Linked DNA regions of Mus musculus: region 2 is linked to region 1. Evidence: chromatin contacts called from public HiChIP or PLAC-seq data. All regions are on one chromosome and are shown on one strand. Each heading gives the region's core, a stretch centred on a gene start, on an enhancer-like site or on the middle of the called end of the contact. The rest is flanking DNA. Distances are from core to core; before and after follow the strand shown.

Region 1 (5,935 bases), core at 482-2,981:
TAGGCAAAGTCCCCAAACTCTCAGCACCAACTGCTGTCCAGAAGGAATCCCAAGTTTTAAAAATTCGTAGAGAAGCCAAGAGGTGGCGCCAGGCGAGACGCACTTCCTGGGAGGCTGAAAGTCGGTCGTAGATGCTGCAGGGGAGCTCTGTCCTGATAGGGGTTATTCTATCCAAACCTCCTCTTTCCTACCTTGTGAAATATGTGTCAATTCTCCTTTCACCCCCACCCCACCCCCCTCTTAACTTTCCGGACACCAAAGAAATCTTAACTTGTATTCACATCTTTTATTCTTCCTAGATGGGACTGGATGAGGCTTTGGAAGAACTTTAAGACGGAAACTTTTTTTTAGGGGATGAAGTATTCGCAAAGCGATAAAACGTTGTGTGTGTGTGTGTGTGTGTGTGTGTGTGTGTGTGTGTGTATTTTAAATATATATATATATTTTTAAAAAGTCCTTACTCTGAAGCTCAGTCGTGGGACAGAAAAGCACTCTGAGCTCCTGTCTCCGCAGGAGTGATGACCTGGCACATGCATTATTCTGTTCATTTGGCTTTTATCCCGTGCCCTTGTTTGGCTTCTGCTCCTTTGTTTTGGCTATTTATTGCTACTTGATAGGAGTAAGGAGGGCAGAAAGACCTCACAGAGGTTATGGAGGAGAGATTTCACCATCTAGCTTGAAATTATCTGTGGTCTTCACACTCACTAATGAGGGACTTAGGATGTACATTCCGATCGGGATTTCTAGTCCCGTGGGGGAGCGCACACCAGCCACATTCCTGAGACGCCACGCAGCCTCCATGCTCCACTAGCAAACTCAGTTCCACCACAGCAAGTTTCACTTGATCCCACAGGACCTGCCTGGACCCTTTGTTGGGTGGGCGGGAAGCCCCTGGACCCCTCACCCACCTGGTCACATGGCCTTTCTATGGCCCCTCCCCTCTCTTTCTTTGGAGTCCGCCTTTTTCTCATGGTGACAGTAATTGTTTCTACAGTCACCCATCACTCCTCCTGCCCGGCCTCTCTGCTAGGGGTCAGTGTCCTCTTCAGTGACAAAAGGCGCCCTAGATCTGGGCTCCCTGGGGAGGGAGGTGGCTGGATCTGGTAGTTAGAATGCTGTCTCTCCCTGGTGCTGCGACAACCCCTCCCCCGCTGTGCACACAAATGGGCTTTATCCGGCAAACAAAACCGCACCCCCACCCCAGGCTACACAGGCACGTGGACCTAAGCCTCACCAAGGGAAGGGGGTGGTGACAGGCGCCAGAGAAAGACGAGGCAGAAGACAAATATTCTCCTCGCCCCACTTCTTGCTCTCCACAATCCAGATTTTAAAGTTTGACTTTCCACTCCCCACCTGCTCCCTGAGCCTCCAACTTCTGTTCTCCTATCTCCCGAATCTGAATTCTTTCTGGTTCCAACCAGCTCAACTTCTCTTGGTTTCAGAAACAGGTTCCCCACCAGCAGTCCCATACCACCCAGGGATGTGCTCCTCAGGCAGGGGAATGAGAACACGGTGTCCTGGGAGGGAGAGGTGCGAAACCCCCCTTCCCTGACCGAGAGTTCCAGGGGACACCCGTACGAGCGGCAGTGTAAATAGCAAAGGAAGAGCTCACTCCAGGGTCCTGAGCCAAGGCCAGGGCGCTGGGCTCTGCTGGGCCATCCTGCATGCCTAATCCGCTATTTAAGGAGCTGCTCGGCTGCAGCCCAGGCACCACCCCCCTCCTCACGTACACCGGTTTCGAGCCACCTTAAAAGCGGGAGGCAACTGTGAAGTTGCTGGCCAGTAAGTGGTGTGGAGATTACGAAGGGACATACGGAGAGGGCAGAGAGAGGAAGAGAGAGAAAGTGAGAGAGGAAGAAATTTATCCTGGGATCCAGAAGTTCGTGTTAACCTGTGGAAAATCAAGTCCCTGGAAGTCTGCAGAGACAGAGACAAGAAGAAAAGAGATAGAACGCCAGAAACTCCTCTCTCTCCCTCCCTCTCCACCTCTCTCTTCTAAACCCCAAATTCCTGGTCCCTTGTACCCCATTGTGGGGATAATATGTTGTTCTTCGCTCTCCTGTTAAAGGTGACTTGGATCCTGGCTGCAGATGGGGGTAGGTACAACTGGGTCTGTGCTAATGTCCACCCGTAGCCATGTGTACTTATGTGGGGGAGGAGAGGTTTCAGAAAGGGAAGCCTAGGGGCTGGGGGGTAGGGGGGGGAGGCATGGGGTGGGAGAAAGACTATGGAGGAGATCCTTCCATTCTTTTCCTTTTCCTCTCTAACCCAGCGATTACTGCTATCTCTGCGACAGGGAGAGCTAGCCAGAGGCCAGTGTGTGAATGCTCAGGAGTGTAGGACACTCGGCCAGCTACAGTTCTCCAGTCCACTCTTTCCCCACTGCCCTAGTCCCGGGCAGCCCTCCTGCCCGTCTTTGTTTACGCACTCTGCTGGTTAGGGAGAGCAGGGGTGAGAAGGGACACGTGCTGCAGTCCTGCCCGACTCAGACCCCGACCCTCTGCTGATCAAAGGATAACTCCATTACCTGCCAAGGGGCAGGGGCAGCTGGTCCATTTCCCTGAAAGGAACACGACTAAACGTTTGCTCAGCTCTTTATAGTGTACAAAGGGCTTTCAGGATTAGGAGAGAGGTGGGGAGACGTTGGAGAAAACAAGCTAAGTTGTTTCTGGAACGCCTGAAGGATTCCCACAACTTTTTTTGTTGTTATTGCTTATTTTTATTTACTTTTTTTTTTGAGACAAGGTTTCACGTGGCCAGACCTATCTCAAACTCACTCTGTAGCTGAGGTTAGACCTGCTTGGCTCTGCCTCCCCATGCCTGGTTTCTACACCCTGTTTTTGTGCTTCTCAGGCCCCATTCTGTATCCAGCACATAGTAGGTGAGGGATTAAAGTTTATTGGAAGGACGAGGTGGGGGGGGGGATTATCTAGAAAGCGAGAGGAAGATGGGACCAAGGGATCCAAAAGAAAATGAGGAGTCACAAATCTCTTCTGAGAAGAAACAATTTGGAAAGAGGAAAAAAGAGGCATTAGAATCAGCTCAGAGCATTTCACAGGAAGGGCAGGGCACCTTCACAACAGCCAGAGAACTCTAGTTGTTGGAGTATCCTAAAGAGATAGTGAAGGAGGGGTGGGGGGGAGCTACTCGCAGAGTTGCCCCCGCTGAGGAATGGAGCGGTGTGAGCAGTTAAAGGAATAACAAGCAAGATGGGCATTGGACCACACGCTTGCAATCCCAGCTCTCAGGAGGCTGAGACAGGACTGCCACAAGTTTGAGGTCAGCCTGAAGCACACTGTGAATACAGGGCCAGTATGGACTACAGAGTAAAATCATGTCTCAAACAAAATAATTAAAAGACTAATGAAGAGGAAAAGGAACAGGGTATTTCCCCCCAGTTTCTAGAGTTAAATAGAACAAGCCAATCTCCAAGAAGACTTCCTTTTCTCCTTGAAGCAGGTTAGCCGTGGGGGGGGGGGGGGGGTGACTCTCAGACCCCTAGCGTTTTGGCCAGAGATAGAACTGCATGAGATCCTGGCATGTGACCCGGCTGGCAACTCTCCTCTCTACACACAATGCTACACTTTCATCCTGTCTTTGCCAGCCTGGCTGCCTGTGCCCACCCACCACCCTCAACATAGACTAGGCCCTACCCCGACTCCTGCTTTTCTTGAGCCATTTGAGCCTGAAAGAGCAGATGTTCATGATTCGAGTGACCACAGCTAGTGAGAGCAGAAAGAACTAAAACTCCTGCTGAAGGTGCTGGGCCCTCGTCCTAGCGGCAGTACACCAAGGCTAAGGACTAAGCCCTCCTGGCTTCAGCAGGATTCACTGAGACTTTCCCTCCTCCTCCTCCTCCTCCTCCTCCTCCTCCTCTTCCTCCTCCTTCTATTCTATGCTTCCAAGCCCTCTGCTCACACCCTTGCCTTACCCCACCCCAACCTTCTAAGTGTTACACTGACTTGGCTCCAGATGGGAAAAAGTAAGGGCTGGGCTGCCTGCACATTTGGATCCAGGTTAATTTTAGTCTCCTGGCTTTATCTCTTTTCCTTGCTCCTCCCTCTTTACTCTTTAATCACAACTGCAGCCTGGCTAGTTATTTTAAATAGGACCCCCGACCTTTTCACAAAGGTATCCAGTTTCAATACTTCACTTGGGAAGCTCTGGAGTGGAGGTGGGTAAGAGAGAGCAGAAAAGGAGGAGGCGCTGGCGGCCGGAGGGAGAGCAGAGGCCAGGACATTGCTCCAGGCTGCACTGGCCACAGCCCAAATCCCTCTCTTACAGGTCACCACTGGACATATGAAGGTGAGATTGGAACTGCACATGGATTGGCACTCCTTTCACCCCAGGACCTCCGCACCTGGCATGAAGACTTGTCCTGGGGGAGGGAAAGAGCTTTTCCTGAGCTTCACCCACTAGCTCCTCTTTTTCTCCCTACACACACAGACCCTGGGGCTTACACAAGTGGCTGCTAGACCCTGCTGTAATCATTAAATCCCACATCTCCTGATTCAGCAAAAAAGCCAATGCGTCCTCTGTAAATCCCTGTGGAAATGAAGAAAACTGGGCGGGGAGAGGCACAATGAGCGAGCTGGCTGCCATCCTTCTGGCTCTCTTTCTCCTAAATAGTCCTACCCCCAACCTGCCTCTGAAACTGGACAGAGCCTGAGGTCAGGAGGAAAAGGCTGGCAGGATACTGTGACTCTAGGGACAGTGGAACTCAATCCCTCTGAACTTCTAATTAATGACCTATCTGGAGTCAAAGCAAGGTCCAGTGTGAGAGGAGAACGTGAATGACAGAAAGGATAGCTGAACCTCAAGTCTACTTGATAGGGTACCCCAAAGATATTCCATCTGTTTAGGCTGTTTGTCCTCTCTGATTCTACTTCTGCAAGAATTCAGGCTTTCTATCTATTTCCTCTTCCCCTCATTCAGCTTCATTGTTCTGAAACTACAGGTGAGTGAAAGCCACCACTCTCCCACTTACTAGAGTAGTGGACAGTCACCCCGTGTGGACTCCCACCTCACCCAGCCCCACCCAACTGCGTGGTACTTCCACTATAACATGGGGTCCAGGGCTACTAAAGGGTGGTTGGGGCTGTAGGACTGGACAAATGTCTATAGTAACTTACCCCTCCACCAGGCCCACACGGTCAGGACCATTGGCCAACCTCTTATCCTGAGTGTGGAGGCGATGCCCAGTCCCCCATCAATATCCAGACAGACAGTGTGATATTTGACCCCGATCTGCCTGCTGTACAGCCCCATGGATATGACCAGCTTGGGACTGAGCCTTTGGATCTACACAATAATGGCCATACAGGTAAAAGAGCCAGCTTCAAATAACTGCAGTTTTCAGTTTAGATCTTCAAGAGCCAGGAGAAGCCTGGTGGTACATGCCTTAGTCCCAACACTTGAGAGGCAGAAGCAGGCAGATATCTGAGTTCAAGGCCAGCCTGATCTACAAAGTGACTTCCAGGAAAGCCAAGGAAAGAAAGAAAAACCCTATATTGAAAAACAAACAAACAAACAACAACAAAAAACCCAAAAAACAAAAAAGCCAGGGGAAACAGAGTTCTAACTTATAACGTCTGAACAATTTATAATATATAACACATTAATGAATGTGGACGTTAGAATGAGGTTCAGAGCTGGGCCAAGGTGGCACACTCAAAAGGCAGAGGCAGGTGGATTTCTGAGTTTGAGGCTACCTGGTCTACAGAGTGAATTCCAGGACAGCCAGGGCTACAGTCTGTGTACAGAGGATCCCTGTCTCAAAAAAAACCAAAAAAACAAAAACCATAAAACATTGAGGTTCAGGCTCCTGCAGCTAAGGTGGGATCAGACGTCCATGATCAAGCTCAGTGTACAAGCAGTGTCATAGCACTGACTTAATCATTAGCAGAGAGGTTCCTTTGCTAGAGAGAACCAGGCA
Region 2 (6,117 bases), core at 3,463-5,962, 550 kb after region 1:
CACAAAAAGAATTTTTTTCTGGGCAGAGGAAAAGCAGGAATATTCTAGGTACTAGACACTGAATGATTGAGGATAAAGAATGTTAAGTTAGGCTGGAGAGATGGCTCAGAGGTTAAGAGCACTGACTGCTCTTCCAGAGGTCCTGAGTTCAAATCCCAGCAACCACATGGTGGCTCACAACCATCGGTAATGGGCATCTGATGCCCTCTTCTTGTGTGTCTGAAGGCAGCAACAGTGTACCCACATACATGACATAAATAAATACGTAAATATTTAAAAGAAAGAAAGTTTAAAAAAAAAAGAGTGATAAGTTATTTCTCGGCAGGTGAAATGAGCCAATTCAAGGCAGATTGGAGTATATATAAACAGGTTTATTGGGAAACTGCTCTCAGGAGCTCATTGGCCCCCCAGGAAGGAGGTCAGGGAAGAGTCTCTGTAAGAAGGGCAACTCAGCCCCTGGGCTGTAAAGGTCATGGTAGAAGACAGGGTATACCAGGTGGGGTCTGAGGGATGCTGGGAGAACCTGAAGACCAGGTCTGCTTTGGTATGTAAAATATATTTGTGAGTCTGAAAACCAACAAAGACATGTAAAATATCTAAAGAGACATGCAGAATGTGGAAGGATGAATGAAATAATATGGCCAGGGAGGTAAACTAGGACCAGACTATGAAAAATATGCAAATATTATACTGTAGATTTTAATTTTAATTTCATTTTAGAGATATAAAGAAAAGACAGGGCTGTGGTATGGTAGCACATGGCTACCAGCACACAGGAGGCAGAGGCAATAATATCTTCATGAGTTCAAGGCCAGCTTGTTCAACATAGTGAGTTCCATGCCAGTCAGGGCCACTCAGTGAGAGGCTGCTCAAAAAGAAAAAAGACAGAATGGGGGAGGGGGGTTAGTTGTTAATCTGATCTATACTACCGGGCTGGGGCAGCTGTTGGAGTCCATCAAAAGACCCTCACTCACAAAGACCACAGAGATTGATATCACTGCAAACCACAAGAGGATTTTTTTAATAGATCCAACTTGTTGGGGAACCCCCTCTGCATGCAGGCAAGAGGAAAGACCCCAAAGAAAGAAAGAACACACTTTTTATACCTTGTAAGGGGGAGATTTAGGCAACAGGCCTAGCTGGCTTATTCTCACTGGTGTAGCAAGTAACCTTTCACGCATTGGTTGGTTTGCATAGGATGACTACCTTTGGCTTAGTGACTCACTCTGCCTGCCCTTATGGTGGGTTATTATGATTGGTCAGCAAAGCAGCAGTACATTTTGAACTTATGGGTCAGCTATTAACGTCACAGCTGTTAACATCACAGCTATTAACATCATGGAGAATTCTACTGACAAGGTCAGGGCAGTTTGTGGTTTTTCTCCGAATTCAGTATGGGGCAGGGTAGGGGAATTTTTCTGGGAACTGCTAATCTTGTTTTGGCAGCTGCAAGCTTAGTCTGGTCTTTTTGACCACTAAACTATAGTTTGGAAAGTCCCTTCAGAGGGGGAAGGGGCTAGGTGGTTGTCTTAGTCAGGGTTTCTATTCCTGCACAAACATCATGACCAAGAACCAACTGGGGAAGAAAGGGTTTATTCGGCTTACACTTCCACATTGCTGTGCATCACTGAAGGAAGTCAGGACTGGAACTCAGGCAGGTCAGGAAGCAGGAGCTGATGCTGAGGTGATGGAGGGATGTTCTTTACTGGCTTGCTTCCTCTGGCTTGCTCAGCCTGCTCACTTGTAGAACCAAGACTACCAGCCCAGAGATGGTCCCACCCACAAGGGGCCTTTTCCCCCTTGATCACTAATTGAGAAAATGCCTTACAGTTGGATCATGGAGGCATTTCCTCAACTGAAGTTCCTTTCTCTGTGATAACTCCAGCCTGTGTCAAGTTGACACAAAACTAGCCAGTACAGTGGTCTTGAATTTATTTTGGATTTTACATTCCCCCCTTTTCTCTGGTATATCTCAATCCTGAAATGATGTCTCACTTTGTTGCAGCTGCTGGTATTGTTGTCTGAGCATCAAAACTTGTACTTGAATTTAATAACAAGCGATTAAGGATGCATGGGCCAAAGGTTAAGAGCAGAAACAGGATAAGAAGGGGTAGTAAGCAAGTCTAGATAGGGACCCTTCCAGCAAGGCTTGAGGGTCTGGCTGCAATGCAGATGCACTTAGATCAATCAGATCTCCGACCTGGAACTGGTGAGATGTCTTTGGGGTACCCAGATCTTTGCTGCAGCCAGTTGTAACCAGACTTCCTTCTGCCTCACCTGCAAGTCTTTTAACCTAGCATACAGATAATTATTACAACAACATGTGTGTTCAATCACATCATTTAAGACAGTGCGGAGTGTGGGAGCCCCATAAAGGATCTCAAAAGGAGTAAGACTGAATCAAGAGAGAGTATTTCTGGTTCTAAATGAAGGGGGGAGCACCACCCAGTCTGTGCCAGTCTCCATGGTTACTTTTGTCAAGGTCTCTTTTAGGGTTCTATTTATCCTTTTTACCTGTCCTGAGCTTTGAGGTCTGTACACACAATAATTTCCATTCGACCTCTAAATATTTGGGCATGCCCTGACTTACCTGGGCAACAAAGGCAGGACCATTATCTGACACTATTGCTTTTGGCCTTTTGGCACTCTGAACCTTGGAAAATTTTCTTCTTCTTCTTCTTCTTCTTCTTCTTCTTCTTCTTCTTCTTCTTCTTCTTCTTCTTCTTCTTCTTCTTCTTCTCCTTTTCCTTCTTCGGGTGGGGGGTTCGATACAGGATTTCTCTGTGTAGCCCTGGCTGTGCTGGAACTCACTCTGTAAACCAGGCTGGCCTCGTACTCAGAAATCTGCCTGCCTCTGCTTCCCGAGTGTGGGAATTAAAGGCATGCACCACCATTGCCCGGCTTCAATAACCTTAATGACCATCTGATCAGTCTCATTTTTACAGGGAAAAGCTTCTACCCATCTTGAGAACGTATCCACAAAAGCCAGAAGGTATTTATATACATATTTTCCAGGTCATACCTCAGTAAAGTCTACCTCCATGTAGGTGCCAGGTCTGTCTCCCGGGTACCTCTTCCCTGGATGCACCATAGTGCAGTAGACATTGACTTTTGCAGGGCACACACTTGTGCACCACCTGCTCCACAAGGTGTTTTAACCCTGGTACATGGTACTTAGTCTTGGAGAATGTCTGGATAAGCTTGTTTACCCCTAGGTGAGTCCACTGGTGCATCTGTTTGATCATAGCCTCTGCTTGTCTTTGTGGCAGGATTTTCTCTCCCCCAGAGGTGTACCACAGTCTCTTATTTTTGTTGAACTGATGACTGGAATCTTTGAAAATGAGGGCTAAGTCCTCTGCTGTGTAAGTAAACTCCGGGACCGGTTTTTTGGGCTCTGTTGCCAAGAACACGAGGGCCATGGCTGCCCAAATGTTTTGGATTCCTTAAAGACACACACAAACACACACAAGGGCTGGAAAATGATTTCGTATTTAAGAACACTTATTGTTTTCCAGATTATTTTGAGTTTGAATTTTAGTGCCTATGTTGGATGGCAACTGTCTGTAACTGCAGTTCCATAGAATCCAGTATTCTCTTCGGGCTTTTGAGGCCAACTTGCACTTATGGGCACATATGCATACACAGACACACAGGTGTACAGAAAAATATATTTTATATAGATACCTTGCAGGACATGGTGGCTCACAGGTTAATCCCAACAGGTAGAAAACAGAGGCCGGTAGATCTTTGCACAGTCTACATAGCAAGTGCCAGACCATCCAAGATTACAAAGCACGACCCCATGTTAAAACTACCACAACAAAACACTTCTTGAGTCTGCTCTTTATTTCTGTGTTTCAGCTTCCTTTACCCTTGCAGGCAGGGTTATGGGAGGACAGTGGAAGAAGACAGTGTACTTGAGTTTGGCAGTTTATTTGTAAGGCTGTTCTTAGGCTAGAGGGGTGTGAGCAGTGCTGGGAGATTGGCCAGATCTGCTGTGAAAGTAATGGCATTCAAAGATGAGTAGGCAGAAAGAAGCAAAGAAAGAAATGAGAGCTGGGCAGTGGTGGTGCACACCTTTAATCCCAGCACTTAGGAGGCAGAGGCAGGCAGATTTCTGAGTTCGAGGTCAGCCTGGGCTACAGAGAGAGTTCCAGGACAGCCAGGGCTATACAGAGAAACCCTGTCTCAAAAAAAAAAAACAAAAAAAACAAAAAAAAAAAACAAAAAAACAAAACAAAACAAAAACAAAACAAAACAAAAACAAAAAAAAACCTCAAAAAACAAAAAACCTTAATCTTGTGAAAGATGAAAACTACACAATCTCAGTGATAAAATGATGAGTTTTTTGTTGTTGTTTATTTGTATTTTTCTTATTTCCTATATGAACACTCATTAATTTTGCTAAAAAATTAATTTTATTACTAAAAAAAATCTTCAAATTAAAACAATAATCAACTATATTGGCCACCTGTAGGGGAAGAGCTTCCATAAATGACTCCGGAAAATACCTGCTTTGTCCAACTAGCCCCTTATCTGGAAATGCCCTACTTCACACATGCATACTCTCCTTAAATTCCCATAACCCCTGTACCGCAGCGCTATGCAATAAATTTGGTCCCTTCGGGCTACCGTCGGAGAGGCCGGAAGGACGCTCCCTATTGCTTCCGGACCGTCGGTTTGCTCCCCGCCCCCTCCTGCCTCCTCACGCTGTTTCCCCTCCCCCGCCGTCTCTCCTTCAGTTTGCCTGGGTTTGGCAAGGCGGAGCCCTGGAGTAAAACCTGGGGTCGGGGTTGTGAGACGCGGCCCTTGCGGTCGGGCGCCAGAGTTGTGGGGAGGACGGACTGAGGTGCGCTGAGGCCGAGGTGGACCTGGGAGGCTTGGCTGGTGCGAGGCTGGGGCTGTGTGTGGGAACTTGGCGGGAGAGGAGCGAGCCGGGGGCGGGCGGGCCTGAGGCGGCGGCTGCGGGTGGGCGCGAGGCGGTGCGTGGGTGAGGCGGTGCGTCGATGAGGCGCGGGAAAGCAGGAGGGCGGCAGGCTGGAGGCTGCTGCGGTTCTGCGTGGCCCGGGCGGCCAAGCGCCTGTGCGCGTTATTCCGAGTGTGGCTGCTGGGTGGTCGCCATGGCTTCAAGCTTTTGCTCTGATCACGTAGGGATGTCCGACTTTTCCTCTCTTCGTCCCTTTTCTTCTTTGCTGGTCGCAGACTCCCAGGGCCTGGTGCAGCCGGGAAGCCCATCCCTTGTGCAGCTGCCCTCTTGCATGGCCCTAGGAGGTTTTAAAAGCCACCTTGCCACGGGAAAGCAAAGAGCCGCGAGGAAAAGGAGGACTAAACAACCCGGGTGGAATTAGTTCATTGCGGCTCACCTGTCTCCAGCCGCCGGTGCCTCGGTTAGACTCGGTGTAGTGACAGAGCCAATTAAGGAACAAGTAGCTCCCAGAAGTATCTTCCTTGGTCGATAAGCACTCTTCGGTTTCCTGAAACCTTGTTTTAGCTAGCTCCCTGGTGCGTGTTGGAGTTCTCCAGGGTCTCCCCGCTCTTAGTTGTTACCCAGAGCTTGGGTCTGTGTGAGAAGATGAGGCTCCCCGGGAAATCTCCAGATCGCCTTGTGGAGGAGGAGGGGAGAGAACAGAGTTTGCAGGCTTTTGATTATGAGACAGAAATGGTGTGAGCCTCGGTTAGAGTTGTTTTCGCTTCTTGTTCATCCTGCACAGGGCCAAAGCATGTCCTCCCTCCCTGGGTGCATGAGTTTGGCTGCAGCGCCAGCTGCAGCTGACTCTGCAGAGATTGCTGAGCTGCAGCAGGCGGTGGTTGAAGAGCTGGGTATCTCTATGGAGGAACTTCGTCAGTACATTGATGAGGAACTGGAAAAGATGGACTGCATACAGCAGCGCAAGAAGCAGCTCGCAGAGCTGGAGACGTGGGTACTACAGAAAGAGTCTGAAGTGGCTTATGTTGATCGGCTGTTTGATGATGCATCCAGGTAGGGATTCCAGGAAGCAGAAGTAAATGTCCATCTGTGTCCTCCTTGGAGTGACTGTTGTTGTCATTGTCCTAAGCACTTTATACTTTGGCGACTTCAGTCAGGTGGGGCCTTACTCTTCCTCTGAGTTTGTAATG

The links. HiChIP or PLAC-seq counts read pairs in DNA pulled down with a chosen protein or histone mark.
Region 2: a contact with region 1 is called in a FOXA1 HiChIP or PLAC-seq map of pancreatic cancer cells. The contact joins the promoter of Setdb1 here to the promoter of Car14 in region 1. A contact is called at or near these places in 1 of 39 promoter capture datasets (hippocampal neurons), 1 of 484 Hi-C or Micro-C datasets (B cells) and 1 of 115 datasets of contacts at active chromatin or transcription factors (pancreatic cancer cells).

What each region holds. Positions count from the first base shown.
Region 1 is chr3:95,900,481-95,906,415 of GRCm38.p6, reverse strand. Car14 (carbonic anhydrase 14) reads left to right here and starts at 1,731. Exons shown (of 11, transcript NM_011797.3): 1 at 1,731-2,096; 2 at 4,285-4,305; 3 at 5,144-5,323. The coding sequence starts at 2,042.
Region 2 is chr3:95,355,797-95,361,913 of GRCm38.p6, reverse strand. Setdb1 (SET domain, bifurcated 1) reads left to right here and starts at 4,712. Exons shown (of 22, transcript NM_018877.3): 1 at 4,712-4,849; 2 at 5,712-5,980. The coding sequence starts at 5,721.